2 separate regions of the Mus musculus genome follow, and region 2 is linked to region 1. Evidence: chromatin contacts called from public ChIA-PET data. All regions are on one chromosome and are shown on one strand. The core of a region is the stretch at or near the end of the contact, and the rest is flanking DNA. Distances in the headings are between cores, read along the strand shown. Region 1 overlaps Plcl2 (phospholipase C-like 2). Region 2 has its middle 39 kb from the start of Dazl.

The links. ChIA-PET counts read pairs in DNA pulled down with a chosen protein or histone mark.
Region 2: an RNA polymerase II ChIA-PET map of memory CD8 T cells shows a contact between it and region 1, with 8 read pairs. The contact joins two enhancer-like sites. A contact is called at or near these places in 2 of 484 Hi-C or Micro-C datasets (bone marrow-derived macrophages and nephron progenitors) and 1 of 115 datasets of contacts at active chromatin or transcription factors (memory CD8 T cells).

What each region holds. Positions count from the first base shown.
Region 1 is chr17:50,675,420-50,683,217 of GRCm38.p6, forward strand. The region is part of intron 5 of Plcl2 (phospholipase C-like 2); the gene reads left to right. Among named protein-coding and RNA genes, the nearest start is that of Gm41598, 110 kb to the right of the region's middle. Within about 2 kb of position 3,077, at least 149 of the 459 cell types and tissues checked have an H3K27ac peak or open chromatin away from gene starts, as enhancers often do. A contact at or near this core is called in memory CD8 T cells, where this site is marked.
Region 2 is chr17:50,328,737-50,336,534 of GRCm38.p6, forward strand. No RefSeq gene overlaps it. Among named protein-coding and RNA genes, the nearest start is that of Dazl, 39 kb to the left of the region's middle. Within about 2 kb of position 2,780, at least 83 of the 459 cell types and tissues checked have an H3K27ac peak or open chromatin away from gene starts, as enhancers often do. A contact at or near this core is called in memory CD8 T cells, where this site is marked.

The sequences.
Region 1 (7,798 bases), core at 1,827-4,326:
AAATGGGAGCCTTCTGTGTCTACTGCGAGACAGCACAAGATGCAGTATCTCAAAGGCAGGCGATGGGAAAGGACAGCTGTGCCGGAGGAGCCTTTTGAGTTATGTCTAGAGAAGAGATGACCTTGGGCTTGCGTTTATGAGAGAAGAAGTGTGTGGGGTTGGGTAACAAGTAAGGTCTTTTACGTTTTGCTAGGACGCTGCACGTGGTGCCTATGTGCTTGGTTTGGATTTATTTATTTATTTATTTATTTATTTATTTATTTATTAAGTGGATGAGTGCTTGCCTGATGCATTTATGTGTAACCATGTGCATGTTTGGTGCCTGTGGAGGTCAGAAGGGGACATTGGGAGCTCGAGTTACAGTGGCTATGAGCTGCTTGCATTAACTTCTTCTGATATTAAGTTCTTCTGATTTTGAGGCTCCATTCATTGCTTTAGGGTCAACACCTCTTTCCTTGGGCTTCACCCTTCTCATCTGAACCACAGAAGGGGCAGGCACTACCTACTTCTGGCCAAGGGCAAGCAGGGAATCTTTAGTTATGCTCACAAGAGGTACCTGCTGGTAAAAAGTTAAAGTAAGAAAGTCCGAGGGTGTTCACTTGGGGTTTTTGTTGTTGTTTTATTTTGTAGAAAATGTAATCACAATCCAGGGGTTGTGCCTGTGACCATTTAGCTCCTGGATAAAAGGCACACGCAAGCTTTAGATTTACAATAAGCCTTAAACATCACAAGAGCTGGGCAGATACCTATTCTATACTATTATTACATATCCCGTGCTATTACAATCTACTTTCCCATCAATAACCCCGAGTTCTTACTCAATATGTTTCATCTGGGCTGCTCCTAACTCCAACTGGCCAGCCCTCAGGCCATGTTTTCTTGACTCCTAACCCATGGTGACTTTTTCTTCCTCATTTTTTGTTTTGTTTTGTTTTAAATCTTTTCTTGCTTATTTAGCTTTCCAGTTTTGAAAATGGGTTTGAAATATGGAGAGAAGAAAGCATCTGTGGTTGTCCTGCCCAGGTCTATTAACATCTTGGTGTTCTACTCATTGTTCCCTTGAACAGAGCTCCTGTGGGCATTTACATACAAGTCCTCGTATGTTTATTCCTTAGTGGGTGAACACTGAGTGCAAACTCAAGCCAGATGCACCTCACAGGTACTATGTGTCAGACCTCATGTGGAACCATCAACACAGTGTGCAAGCAGCAACACAACCCACGTTCATGTTCACATTGGCCTTAGTGCTGCTGGTTTGATGGACTTGAAGTGTTTGTCAGCACTTCAAATTGTTAGCATAGCTCTGTTAGTGAATGGAGGAGAGTGAACATCTTTTTTGTAATTTTCTTTTTTGTTTGTTTGGTTTTTGAGGCAGGGTTTCTCTGTGTAGCCCTGGCTATCCTGGAACTCACTCTGTAGACCAGGCTGGCCTCGAACTCAGAAATCTGCCTGCCTCTGCCTCCCTAGTGCTGGGATTAAAGGCGTGAGCCACCATGCCCAGCTATAATTTTCTTAAATGGTGGTGTATTTTTTTTTAAAGAGACTTACTTTCTTTCTATTTGTGTGTGTATACATGTGTGTGCATATGTATGCTGGTACCCGTAAACAGAAAAGGGCATTCGATCCTCTGGAGCTGGAGATACAGGCAGTTGTGAGTTGCCCAACGTAGATACTGGAAGTCAAACCTGGGTCCTCTACAAGAGCAGCAACCCCTCTTACATCTAAGTCATCTTTTCAGACCCCCGATGGCAGGTCTTATCATGATGTTATGTTTCTTCTTAGGATTTGTTAAGATTCTTGGAGTGTGTGTGTGTGTGTGTGTGTGTGTGTGTATGCTTATGTGTGTGAGTGTACATTCACCCATGTATGTATGTATGTTTTGATACTGTTTCACAAGACACATATATGTTTAAAATCTTTTTCTCTGTTTTAAATTTCATGATATTTGTAAGCAATATTTCTACATTTAAGCACTGTTGCCTTGCTCTGAAACATAACATTTGCTGTCAGTCATGTCCAGTATGGGATGGGTGCTGGAGACAGAACACATGGCCTTCTGCGTGCTAGACATGCACTGTACTGCGGAGCCACAACACCAGCCCTTCCGTTTCACATCTCCTAGACCCGTATGGCCTCTGCCTTTACTCTATGTCCCACATTCACAATCAGTGCGGAGCTCCGCCGCCACCCTGCTTCAGGCTCCAGCCTTGGTGGCCATCCCGAATTACATGCTACCTCTTGCTCTTGGTTCCTTCTCAGATACTCAGGTGCTGCTTCTCTGTGGTGGTGCGTGCGTGCGTGCGTGCGTGCGTGCGTGCGTGCGTGCGTGCGTACAGTGGTTTTCTAGCTTTGAATTGGACCAGGGTCACTTGTCTCTTCTCTTTCTATCCAATTGTTTTTTTCCTCCGCTCTATAAACAAAAGATACAAGAACCATCATTAACTGTGTCCCTCCCTAGTTCGGTCGAGTATAAGAAAGAGTTTTCTGTATTTTTATCGCTTCTCAGAGTAGCTACTGCTAGCTTTATGAGCCTGTTAACTTCAGTGTAGTGCAGTAGCACATGCCTGCAGTCGCAGCTCTTAGGTGACCTGAGCAGGAGGCCAGCCTGGCGGAGCTGTGCAACAGGACCCTGTTCCTTAGTTGGCCACTTCCTGCGCAGTCTGGCTGCTGCTGTGGTTTTAACTTGGTTGTGTTCTTATTGGTTTCACTCTGTATCAGGAATGTGGGCAGGGACTTCTGTGGCTCATTTCCCACCAGCACTGTGGGGAGGAGTTGATCGATCTTTCTTCTCTCCTCACTGAAGTAATCTCTCCCTGAGAACAGTTACCGTGCATGTTCATTGCTGTGCTTTTGATGGCAGAATCTCAAGGTGGAAAAGTCCTGGTGTAGCTGGTTACCAGGAACAGAAATTCACCAAGACTAGCTGGCAGAGAACCGGCTGAAAGTGTTGGCACTCACAGGAAATCATGAGAGACCACAGGGAACTCGGATCAAAACACTGCATTCCTGCCTCAGAGGGCCAGAAAGCTGTCAGAAGCCCTGGTGACCGAGAGCATCTGTGTCCTCTAGTTCCAGGGTTGTGCTGGCTTAGCTCTGGCATCTCTCCATTCTTCATGGCTAGCTAGCTCCTGTTCACGCAGTTCCTACTGTGTTATAGCTCGGCCTCTCCTTGGTCTTCTGCAACTGCTCTTCATGAGTTCTGTAGTAAGTGTACCCTGTGGTATTTGCTGGCTCAGCCCAGCCTTTTAGTTCTAGACCAGCAGTCCCACAGTGACAGGCCTCCTCATATTAGTTCTTACCCAGCCCTAATCCCTGTAGCCAAAAGATGGATGCCTTCACTGGCAGCTCCAGTTTCATGTTGCTGTGTAACAATCTACCTCAAAATTGGGGGCTTAGCCCCCCCATTATTCTATACATTAGCTGTGCTCAGCTGGGTGGTTTTCCTGATCCATGTGGTGGTGGTCAGGGCCAGGGGAAGGCTTTGCTTCATTGGGAGCTCACATGGCTTAGAAAATGGAGCAGGCTTTACTTGGCTGGCATCTCACCTAAGAGCTTGGGGTGTGTGTGTGTGTGTGTGTGTGTGTGTGTGTGTGTGTGTGTGGCAGGCTAAAGCAAGCTGCTTACAGCCCAAGCCGTCATCAGATGAAATACCCAGCTGGTCCTTCCCCCCGCCCCCCCCCCCATGCCCTGCACTGGCTGCCTTCAGAAAACAAGGATGAGAGGGAAACTCCAAAAGTAATTAGAGACTTATTCTCCCTGGGAACATAAGATTTCTGCCAAAAAAAGTCAATAAACCAGGTTGTGTCTGTACAGACATGATCTAGATCTTCTTCATGTATCCTGGGCACAGTGCTTACCTTAGAAACCTGAGGACTGTCACTCAATTCTTTTCTAAAATTTAATGTGGTGGCCCATGGATGACTCTTCCTCTAGATATTCTCGGCTGTTTTAGTGACTGTACTACAAGTGAGATCATATGTTGCCAGCTTTTCTGAGAAGCTGTACTTGACTGGAAGCTACTTTTCTATTTAAATAGTGTGTGAGTGGCTCAGAAAACCCGACAGTCCCAGTGTTCATCATTAGGCTTTTTTCACCACAGCATATCCCCCAAGACCTTACAGTGCGCAGTGATCTTAGCAAATGTGTGCTCACACAGAAGGTGCGTGGGGGAAGGGTCCTGTGTGTGCTGCTTCTCCTAGTACTGTCGGAGGTACAGAGCTGATCCTGAGCACTCCTCACTCTGCAGACCCTCTCTCTTTCCTCCTGGATCTTGGTCTGGAAGCTCTCCCTGATTTCCTGCTTTCTGGGTCCAAGCTGTGGCTCACTTCCGTGGTCCAACTGCTCCTGAAGCCTCCTCCCAACCTGTCACCAGAATGTCAGTGGATGAGGCTGCCTTCCCTATGACAGATCCATGACAGGGGCATGAGTCAGAGCCAGTTTAGAAAACATTATAGTCTAGATACCATGGTGCCCAGCAATGGCTGGGCTTGGTGGTAATATTTCCTGGGGTCACGGGGACAGCTGGGTAGAAGTCATGATTCCCGAAAGTCTTTGGACTTGCCAAGTTCCTTCCCTGCTCTCCTTTCTAGGCCCAGCTCAAACTCCTCCTCTGCAATGCTGCCTAGGAACCTCCATCTTAGGTGAATGAAACAGGACATTGTTTACTTGGGAGAACAGCATTTCTTCTGGATTTAAATTAAATTGGTTTCTTAATTTGAAATTTTATAGCGCTTTTGTAAGTTGAGGGATAACTACCGATTAGATAGAGACCAGAAGTGGTGGTGGGAGTCTCAAGACTCCAGAACAAAGTTGAACAAAGTCTCCATCATTCTTGTATGATGAAGACCTGCACATACAGTAAGCGATCTCCTTAGATTGAGGGAAGCAGCTGAAGCCAGAACACAGGGTGTTATTTTCATCCCTCCCCAGTGCCTTCCACTGCCTCTTGCAGAGCTGCTATAGATGTAAGCGGGGCAGAGGGAAAGCCCCGCCTTTCACTACCAATGCACGTTCAGCCCTGTGTGCACAGCCGCAAGTGCCTGTGGGGGAAAGCCATGGGACGGAAGACACAGGGCACATTTAGACAGGTCTCAGGACCTGTAGAAAAGCATGTGTCCTGGTGCTCTAGCTGAAGGCTACTTTGATGTTGGGTAATCTTGTTTCAAGTGTGAGGTTTAGTGAGACTTCAGTTGGAAGTAAGCCTGACCAATAGGAGACCTTTCTGATTATAGTGCTCGGCTTTAGCCTTTCCCGAGAAAGGATGGTGAGGGATGCTGTACAGCCCATAGCCAGAGCTCCCATAGCCCTGCCTTCCCATTCACTCACTGCTCATTCAACACACAGGAGATGGAATTCTCCGTTTCAGTATTTACATCATGGGAAGCATGCATAGGCTGAATACATAGAAATGGTCGAAATTCTATTTTATGTGCTTCACGATGCTGCATTCAGTGAGTGGGGTTCAAGCCCTATGGTTACTTGAAGGGAGCATAAGGCACACACTTAGAAAGTGGGTTATATTCTAGTGTAACTTGCTGTTTATATTCTGTCTTGTCCAAAGTCCCTGACTTGTCTAAATTCAGCTTCCTAGCTACCAGGACCAGAAGAGCACCATCTTCATAGTCATGAAACTGCCATGAGCAGTCTGTACAAAGGCCAACTACAGCACTGACACCAGGTCGTCATTCAGTGAACAGTCGCTAGCCTTCCCAGAAGGCTTTGTTGTCTTGTCTCTGACATAATGTAGGCTTTATAGCTTCAGTTACTTGGTAATTACAATTCAGAGCCCTTCTGAGCCACTTTCAATTGTGGTTGAAAGAAATGTACTGACAGCTGGAACAGTGGCTCAGAACTGCCCACATTTCCAGGGGATCCGGCTTGGCGTCCCAGCACCCATGTAACAGCTCACAACTACCTGTAATTGCAGTTCTGGGTGACCAACCCTCCCTTGGGACTCTGTAGGTACTGCACACGCATGGCCCAAAGATATGCATACCTGCAGGCCAAATACCCATGCACATAAAAATAAGCCGTAAAACACTAACAGGGCGCATTAGATAGTTCTCACGACATTTTAAAAAGTTCATTTATTTCTCTATTGCAATCTTTAGGTTCATAGCAAAGTTGAGAGCAGTGTTGGGAGGTGTCCCACATCCTGCCTGTTGCATGTATCACCTCTTCATCCTCCCCACTAGAGTGATGTGCTTTTTGCAGTCATTGCAGAGCCTCCATTGACATGCCATGGTTCCTCAAAGACCATAATGCAAGCTAGGGTTCCCTCAGTGTTGTGGGTAGGATAGATTTGAACAATCTGTATTGTCTATAGCAACGTGCTCCCATTGTTCCCCTACACCCTTTTTCAGTTCTAGAGACTGAACCAGGGCTTCACACACATGCTAGACAAGCACTCTATCCCCAAGTCCCATTGCCAGCCTACCATTCATAAAAGGCATTTTTGATCGTACACATTTAAGTCGCATGACTTCATGGTTTGATTGTGTCCATTACTGTGTCACACAGGATCTGCACCTTATTCCAGTGCTCTGAACATCCTCTGTGTCCTCCCCACATGTCCCCGATACCTGTCAACCACTGACCTGGTCCTGTCTCCATAGTTTTGTTCGTAGCTCTCTAAGGAGGTCTGGCCATTTGGCTGTGCTTCTCAATGCTTATGAAGTAGTAAATTGAAGCAGACTCACTTGTAGATGAGTCTCCCGTCCCCTGCAGCAGTGACCAGAAAATATTTACTAAGAGGCACCATGGTTGTGAGTGCCTGCTATATAATGTCCCATCAGAAGATGTGTGTTGGGTTTGCAGTCTCAGTTGTCTGGTTTGTATTGCAGAAGATACTCAGATGAGAAATAGCATAGCAGCTATACTGCATGTCATCATCTCAGAGGGACACAAATGGTCTCTTGAGGAGAGACAAAACCCAATTCTGTGCTGGGAAAATTAGATGCATACAGATATAGTCAATCGGCAGAGACCGGCATATGTTGTTGTGTTTTATAAAAAAACAAGGCCAGGATATGTTTTGTATAGTGAGGTATGGTGAGGTGGGAGGGGAGCCTCGGCAGGCCCATGCTGAGACCATAAGACAGGTTTAGTATAGAATAGAGTTTATTTAGGGCATGGGAAAGGGAGTTGAGAAGAGAGTAGAGACAGAAAGACAGGGAAAGGGAGAGAAGAGACAAGGCTGGCTGGAAACATGTAGAGAGAGGGGGAAGAGGAGAGATGGAGAAAGAGGTCAGAGATTGAAGGGGCAGAGAGTTCAAAGGGAGAGGAAGGGCCAAACAGCCCCTTTTATAGGAAGCCAAGCCTACCTGGCTGTTCCCAGGTAACTGTTGGGCAGAGCCTAGAGGGAATGCTAACACATGTGCTAGGTCTGGATGTCCCTGGACAGTTGTCTGCCTTCACTAGGCTTTAGTGCCCTAGGGCCTCAGCCCGAGTTGGCATTGTCTCCAGGAAGTGGATGGAATTGTTGCCACAGTCATCTGTGTTCCTCTCCGCATTCCCAGGGGATAAGAAGGTCAGCGCAGTTTATTTTTGTGCACTTAGCCAGAAGCCCTAGGGAGGAGGTGCCAATAATACCAAAGATGTTTGGAAAGGCCCTAGAAAATCAAGTTATTTATATATTTACCTAAAATTACATAGAATATGTACATGTGTATATATACACACATATTGTAAATTTTAGAGACTATAAAATCGTATGACTCATTGCGCTAATAAACAACTTCCATTTGGTACATCTACCTTCTGTGTTGCCCCCTCCATTCCTACCCTTAGCTGTTTGTCC
Region 2 (7,798 bases), core at 1,530-4,029, 350 kb before region 1:
TGTTTAGGCCAGAAGAGAGTGTGGTGTCAGAACCCCTGGGGCTGGAGTTACAAATGGGAATGAACTAATTCAGGTCCTCTGCAAGAGCAAGTACTCTTAACTGCCCATGAACCATTTAGTCAGCTCCGCAGTCTCGCTTGGGCTGTTTCTATGAGAATTTCCAATGTAAATATTGGGACTTTCATGTAAGCTCAAGACTGCAAAAGGCTTTACAGCTTTCTACGTAAACAATATGATTTTGATTCCAGAATCTGAGCTAGGTTGTCGTTTTTTAATTTTTATTTGTACAGAGGCACTCTATCCTTGAACATTTTTTTCCCTTGCTCCTCTGGGCATGCATTCCTACCCAGGCTGAGTTTTCCCCTAAGAAAGGGCCTATGTGGTTTTTGTCTCTCCAAGTTATGATCAGGGAGGACCAAGGACCACACTGTTTAGTTTCCCTCTACGGCATTTTATCAGTAAATGTCTGTACTCTGGAATAAATTTCGGATGAGCAAGCCAAAGTGGACTAAGTAATGTGAGTCCGGGTGAGGTGAGGTGAGGTGAGGTGATGCTGTTGACTTAACAGAACACCTGAGGGGTTGTTCTGCTACTGATAGGCATTGGTTCTCTGGGTGCCAAGACTGTATCACGGAACGGCTCCAGGAATAGTCGGGCACTGAGGCTACCAGATCTTATTTGCCATGGTTAATCCTGACTGTCAACTCAATCAGATTGAGAGATGTCTAGAAGATCTGTAAAGAATACTCCTAGGGGAGCTCTGGAGATGTTTCTAGAAAGAAATAACTAAGGCAGGGATGACCCCTCTCGGGTCTGTGTCAGCATCCCAGTCGCCAGGCCCAGGATAGAATAGAAGGGGAGACTGCTGGAGGAGGGCTTCCTCAGTCTGTTTCCTGGCTGCCCCCACCTTTTGAAGCCTGTAGCATCCCTGAAAATGCTGAATGTCTCCTTATACCTACCATGCTATCCAGGAAGTTCTCTGTGATTGAAATAAAAATTTCAGTCCATCTTCTCTTGCTTTACTACAGGATTCTTCACTCATCCCTCAAGGCATGGCTTAGATTTTTCTGTCATTGTGATTGTTTTCTAAATCCCCCTCCCCCATCCTGACCATTCTGGCCGGTAGTAACTGCTACCTCCCCCTCCCTGGGCTTTCAAAGCCTACTGCTTCCCTTCCACACAACTTGCCACACAACTTCACTGTGCCAGGTGGTCTCATGAAAGTTTCTTGTGCTGTCTGAAGCTTTCGGCTGCATCATCTGTAGAATGTAAACACAACCAGTCCCACCTCATAGGGTCACTGTAAAAAACGCCACGGCACTTGGCGGCATGTGGTGAAGTATACATTTACTACTAACACTCGAGGCAGGGGCAGGGACAGGGACAGAGGCAGGGGCAGGGACAGAGACAGGAGCAGGGGCAGAGGGAGTCTCCGTCACGAGTTCCAGGCCAGCCAGCCAGGGCTATGTAATGAGATCCTGTCTCAGAGAGCAAGGAAGAGTGAGAGAGAGAGACAGAGAGACAGACAGAGAGAGACAGAGAGGGAGAAAGGGAACTTTCTAAGTCCTTGCTTAGCACAGTGCTGGGAACACAGTAAGGACTCAAAATCAGTGGTAGCCACTGTCACTGCTATAGTAATCATCACAATTATTCATCATATGGAACCACGGCTTGGCAATATTAGCTGTGAGAACTGAAGTCTGTCTCTCTTTGCTCTACTTCCTTTTTTGACATTTGCTTACTCATTTATTGTGTCACTTATAAAAGATGATTATGACCTTGTGTGACCAAATGTAGCTGCTTTCTCATTCAGGTATATGTATGCTGTATGGAGGTTGTAATTATTTGTTTTTTTTTTTTTTTTTTTTTTGATGAAGGTACTGAAAGGTCTGAAGAACCACAGCTCTGACTCTCATTGACTTTTTTGAATTAGGACAAAGCAACAGCCAACTCTGATCCCTGTAAAGAGCATTAGTGAGGCAGAACTGGGCCTCATTCCATTGTTCCACAGACATTTGCAAATGATCGTAGAGATAAGTCTGGTGAATCAGTTGGGTGAGGTAGAAAGAATAAAGGGCTCAGTTCAAGCCTTGACAGTGATCTTTAACTCTAAGCCTCAAGTGCCCTCTCAGCAAAATGGGAGCACTAGTAGCTCCCACAGCTCAGGACTGTTACAGAGATGAAATCATACTATGCATAGAAAGAACACACGTGTTTATGGTACATTGCTGGTAGTCAGTAACTATCCAAACACATCTTGATGCAGGAGTTGGAAGGGTCTCAGATGATGTTGATCAGGGTCTCTAGACACAGAGCCTGAAAAAGAAAAAAAATATTTTTGTTTTGTTGTTGTTTTTTGTGAAAGTGACTTACTGAAGGAATATAACTTTTAAGAATAGCTCATAGGAAAACATAGCAAGGGAGAAGCCAAAGAACTTTGAGAAATGGTAGATTCTACCCTCAGTCTGACTCATGAGGGCCCAAGGGCATCCACAGAGCAGAGCACTTCCCCCACTTCCCCCACCCAGGCAGAGGCTGGCTCTTTTAAGTCTCCTATCAGTCACTCTGCAGATTGACTAGTGAATAGATAGATTCTTTAGCTTGAGCTCAGATAACATGAAAGGAAACAGGAGCTTGCAAGAGCAAAAAAAAAAAAAAAACCAAAAAAAACCAAAACCAAAACCAAAAAAACCAAACAAGTTGGGGAGAGGATGTTGGGATGGGAGCTGAAGACTTACAGAGTTTACCACACAGCCAATGGGAGCCGCTGAACTCTCATGAGTGGGGGCTGTAACTTGATAATGGGTGAGCCAGGTGCCTCGATGATCCTTTTATGGCATCTCTTTGTTGTCAGGCTGAAGATCACATTTTCTGCCCTGACCTTCAACCAGCTACTTTAATTGGAGCCCAATCCTGCCCCATCTCTTCAGGCTCAGTGTACCCTGGTGGTAGTATTGCACAGATGCCCAGCAGAGCCATCTGGGCTGCGCCTGTCCACCCCCCAGCCCCACCCATACTCACACACTTTAGGATCTTGGGAAAGCTGCTCCTTGTTTGCAAGGCAGTCATTAAAGACTAGATGGGACTGATAATTTTTATGGCCTGAAAAGACGGTAGGAGTTAACGGCAAAAGGGAGCCTTATCCACACAATGGCAGGGCCGTGCACAGGAGCATATTTCCACCCAGGGCCAGGATGTGCTTGCGGTCTGTTTCCTGTGTGTGGATGACAGTGTCACCAGCCAGCTTCCTGCTTCTGTTAGCACGCCATGCCTTACCCGACATTACGGACTCTGGAGCCTCAAGCCAGATCAGCTCGTTTTTCCTTGCCTTGCTTTTGTCCGTACCATCTTATCACAGCGACAGAAAAGTAACCTAGAAACTGATACCAGCGCGGCAGGGAACATGATTTCTGTGTTTTGGAGGGATGTAGAAGATTCTGGAACTTTGGAGTAAAAAAAAAAAAATGTTGAATGTTATAAGCAGAGCTTTGTGGGTGTTCTGGTAGGAGCCTGGAAGACAGTAATGAGGTCAGAGAGAGAGTCCAGCTCTAGAGGGTTCAGAGGGATACAAGGATTCTACCAACAAGTAGGCTGGTAAAGACTCTGGCTACCTTCTGCCCATGTCCCAAGAACGCGGCTGAGGGTAAATGAAAATGTGATAGGCTGATTTTATTGGCAGAGGAGATCTCAGGCAGTGTGATGTTGAGTCTGTGGAATGCTTATAACCAGTTACTCTCATACAGCCCTATAATGAAAAGTTGCAACAAATGAGGCAGAAAGAAGTGGGGAAATTGTGCAGTTTGGTGAAAAAAAATCACCAGAAAGCTTAGTAGTCTAGCTTAAGTCATGCAATGAAGAAGGGGCTGGGTTTAGCATGCTAAGTGGGCAGCCCAGTATGTATGGAAAGCACAAACTGGAGTCAGCGGGTTGTATGTGCAGGTTGTGTGTGTGAGTGTGTAGACACAGGCGCACCCCTGTGTACATAGACGCTTAGAGAAAAGGACATGAGTTTGAGAAGGGTGTTACTGGGGACTTGAAAGGAGTTGGAGGGGGAGAGGGAGTGGGGGAAATGATGTAAATACAATGTACTCATATATAAAATTCTCAAAGAATTTAAATAAACATTGAAATTAAAAATATAAAATGGAGATTTTAAAATACATAATTAAAAATTTTAAAGGCTAGACAGGAATATTATGTGGCCAGCAAAATTGCTGAGTTTCTCAGGTACCTCAGCCTCTATAGAAAGAATCATTTCTCAATTAAAATAGTGTGGTCTAGAGAGACGAGTCATAAAATATCAACAATTTCAAACTTTTATGCCCTTGTGAAAAATGTTACATGTTTTATTTTACGAAAATAATATGACTTCATTAAATGCATTTTAAAAAGCAAAGATTTTAGAGATATATTTAGCTAGGAAACAAGATTAAAGTGAATGAATATGTATCAAAAATTCTACTGGGATTAACCATAATATCTAGGCAGTATGAACACTTTGAAACTTTCCATAAATGTATATATAGTGATGTTACTTTTAATTTTCGTAAATTATTTTTGAGGTACTATTGTTATTTTTACTATTATTCTTATGTCGTTATTTTGTGTGAGGGAAGGAAGCACTAAGGAACATGGACTTCAGAAGACAACCGGCTAGAATCAGTTCTGGTCTCCTACCTACCATGTGTATCTTAGGAAATTAAACTCAAGTTGTTGTATGTCTGTTGCTAACTGTGGCCTTCACCTACTACGTCATTTTAACAGCCTTGGTTTTGAGATAGGTTTTTAAGCAAGAGGATTTCAAAGGTTCCTCAGTATAATGAAAACCAAGCAAACACTTCAAATACTTGATACAATTACTCAATTTGGATTCCTTTGCATCTCCTTTCATACTCAAAGCCATAGATTATGGAGTCTCTCTAAGTCTGTCTTCAACCTGGAAGCAGGGCCCCAACACTGGTGACACAGTTGGACTCAGGCTGCTGCTCTGCCTCTAGGGGATGGGAGTGGGGGTGGGGGGGGGCTGTACTTCCTTGCTCTGTTTTCTCACACATCTCCTTGTAGACTTACTTCTGAGGCTGTCTAAATTGAAACACACTGTGTGCTGCCATGATGTCTGAAGCACTTGCATGGATCGGTTCACCTAACCCTACACCTGTCGTGGATGAAGAAACAGGCTCAGCTGAAGAGAAGTTTCTGGAAAGTGTGTGGTTCAAAAGCAGGGATGCTTGTGTCATTAACCTCATTATGTTTCCCTTTCCTGTCCTGCTCCAACTGCCGGATTTTCTGCGAGCACTTAGGGTCACTCAAGAATTTTGTCAGTCGCTCTCTTGTCCTGAGTTCACACCTTTGTTGATAGGACTGGAGAAGAAGCTTCGGTGCCTAGATTCCAAGTGGAACGAGTCAGAGAGCGGTGTAGCATGTGGGCTTATGGCAACAACTATGAGCTCTTGTGGTTGGGCAAGCCATATGCTAAGCCTTGCTGCTTGGTTGAAGGTGAATAGAATTTCTGGAAAGAGCAGTATTGGAATACTTCTCATGTTGTGCTGGGAGACCAGGTTTTCAAAATGGAAAATTTCTTTAAAAATGGAAGCAGGGTTTGCAGGGCTCGGACTCAGCAGCTGAGAGTACCTGCTGCTTTTATGGCGGACCCAAGTTCAATTCCTAGCACACAAATCAGATGGTTGAAAACCATTCCAATTCCAGGAGATCCAGTGCCCTCTCCTGTCTTATGTGAGCATCTGCATATATGTGATATATGCTCATACAGGGGCACTTGAACCAGTGCATAAGTATGCAGAGGCACACGCGTGTGCGCACACACACACACACACACACACAAACATGTACACATACACATACACGTAGAGAGCTTTAAAAAGACCATGCCATATCTTTTGTATACTTTATATGATTATTTTAAGTACTAAATTAAAGTTTTTTAAATTATACTACAAAATGTATGTTACTCTATGTATTTTGATTATTTTGTAAGTAACCACAGACCAATCCCTCATATGTGTAGTCTTCGTGGTACTATTTAATTTGTTTCATTTTATTTTATTGATCTCTCATAGACTGCTCCCTGGACTTTAACACTTCCTCATTTTAATCCGGTTGGGCTGCTGCAGATAAACAAGAAAAAAAAAGTGGTGTAAAGAAACCTATCTGCTCACAGAACTGGTGTTTCAGGGTCAGGTGCAGCATGGAGGACCCCTCCCTGTGGTGATGACATCCTTGATGTTTTCACATGACGGGGCTGGGGTAGTAGTGTTCAAGCTCAGTGGTGTCCCAAGCCCCTTGGACTCTCTTCCGTTAAGAGCATCAAATCCACTCACTCGAAGGCCTTGTGATAGTTAATCTTCTCTGCCAGCATCACTGGAGTGAAAATCTTCTATTAGATTGGGCCCACCTGTTGCTGTATCCATTTCCAGCGGATTCACTGATGGAGGAAGACCCATCCTGAGTGTGAATAGCACCATCTATTATGGACGAGTCTCAACAGAAGGAAGGGGAGAAAGAATGGAACCATGCCAGAGCCCCCCTTCTCTGTTTTCCTGTGTGCTGCTGTGAGCTGAGCTCCCCCAACATGCCTGCTCTGCCACCATGGTCTGAATGCCCTGGAACTGGAGCCAAAATAAGTCCTTCCTTCTCCCAGTCGGTTCTTTATATATCATGCAATAGTGATGGGAAAAGTAGCAGATACAAACCCGGGGGTCTCCCAAAGGCCCAGCTCTGAAATATGCTCAACCTAAGAACTGGGGCTTCAACATCTGAATTTTAAGGATTCATAGTTCAAGCCCTTTCCTTCCTTCACATGAGGTCATAAAGGATACAGACGTATGTTCAATACGTCTGTTCCACTCTAAATCGGTGAATTATTCCTTTAAGACCTTTAAGACGAACATTTAAGACCACACTGTCTGGAGACTGGGTTTGAGTGTTCATGTCTTGAATCTAGCACTTCTCACAATAGACACTCTTTTTTGATGTTTCCTGCCCTCTTCTCTCACTCTTGGGGAGATCCAATCTGAGAACTGTCTTCCTTGGGAGTGGTTTCTTTATAAAAGGCCCTAGCAACAGATCCTGTGTTTTTCCCACACAGAAGTTCAAGAGTTAGCAAAGGCCTTGTTTTAAGGTACAAAATTACTTCAGATTTTTTTTAAAAAATTATTTGTTTGTTTGTTTACTTATGTATTTATTTAATATGAGCGCTCCACTGTGTGTATGCCTGATTGCCAGAAGAGGGCATCAGATCCCTCTATAGACAGATGGTCGTGAGCCACCATGTGCTTGCAGAGAATTGAACTCAGGACCTCTGGAAGAACAGCCAGTGTTTTTAACCATCTCTCCAGCCCCCAGAGATTATTAATGTTCTAGAAAAATAAACTTTGCAGAAATTGAAACTTTGCCCATTTGCTTAACCTACTTAGTGTAATTTGAGATCTTAAAACTTCTTTATGATTGCCTGGGAAGGCCTGGGCACTTCTGTTCAATCCTTTGTAGGAATCAGGAAGCAATTGTGTTTGTTTTCTTGGCTATTTTCAGTCCAAGGAGTTTATGCCTCCAGCTGGGCACAGGGCAAGCCACCTGTTGGACTAAAACAGCTGCCAGGTGTCCTCTCTTCTTCCTGTAGAGGAGAAAGTCCAGCTTCAGAATTCACTATTTTGCTGCTGAATTTATATGGTTTGAAGGTTGGGATCCTAGAGAGCTGCTTAAAAGTAGGATAGTAGCTCTTAAAATTTTGTCTCTATGTAAAACACCTGATATCTTTTGTTCAAAAAGAAACCCCTAATAA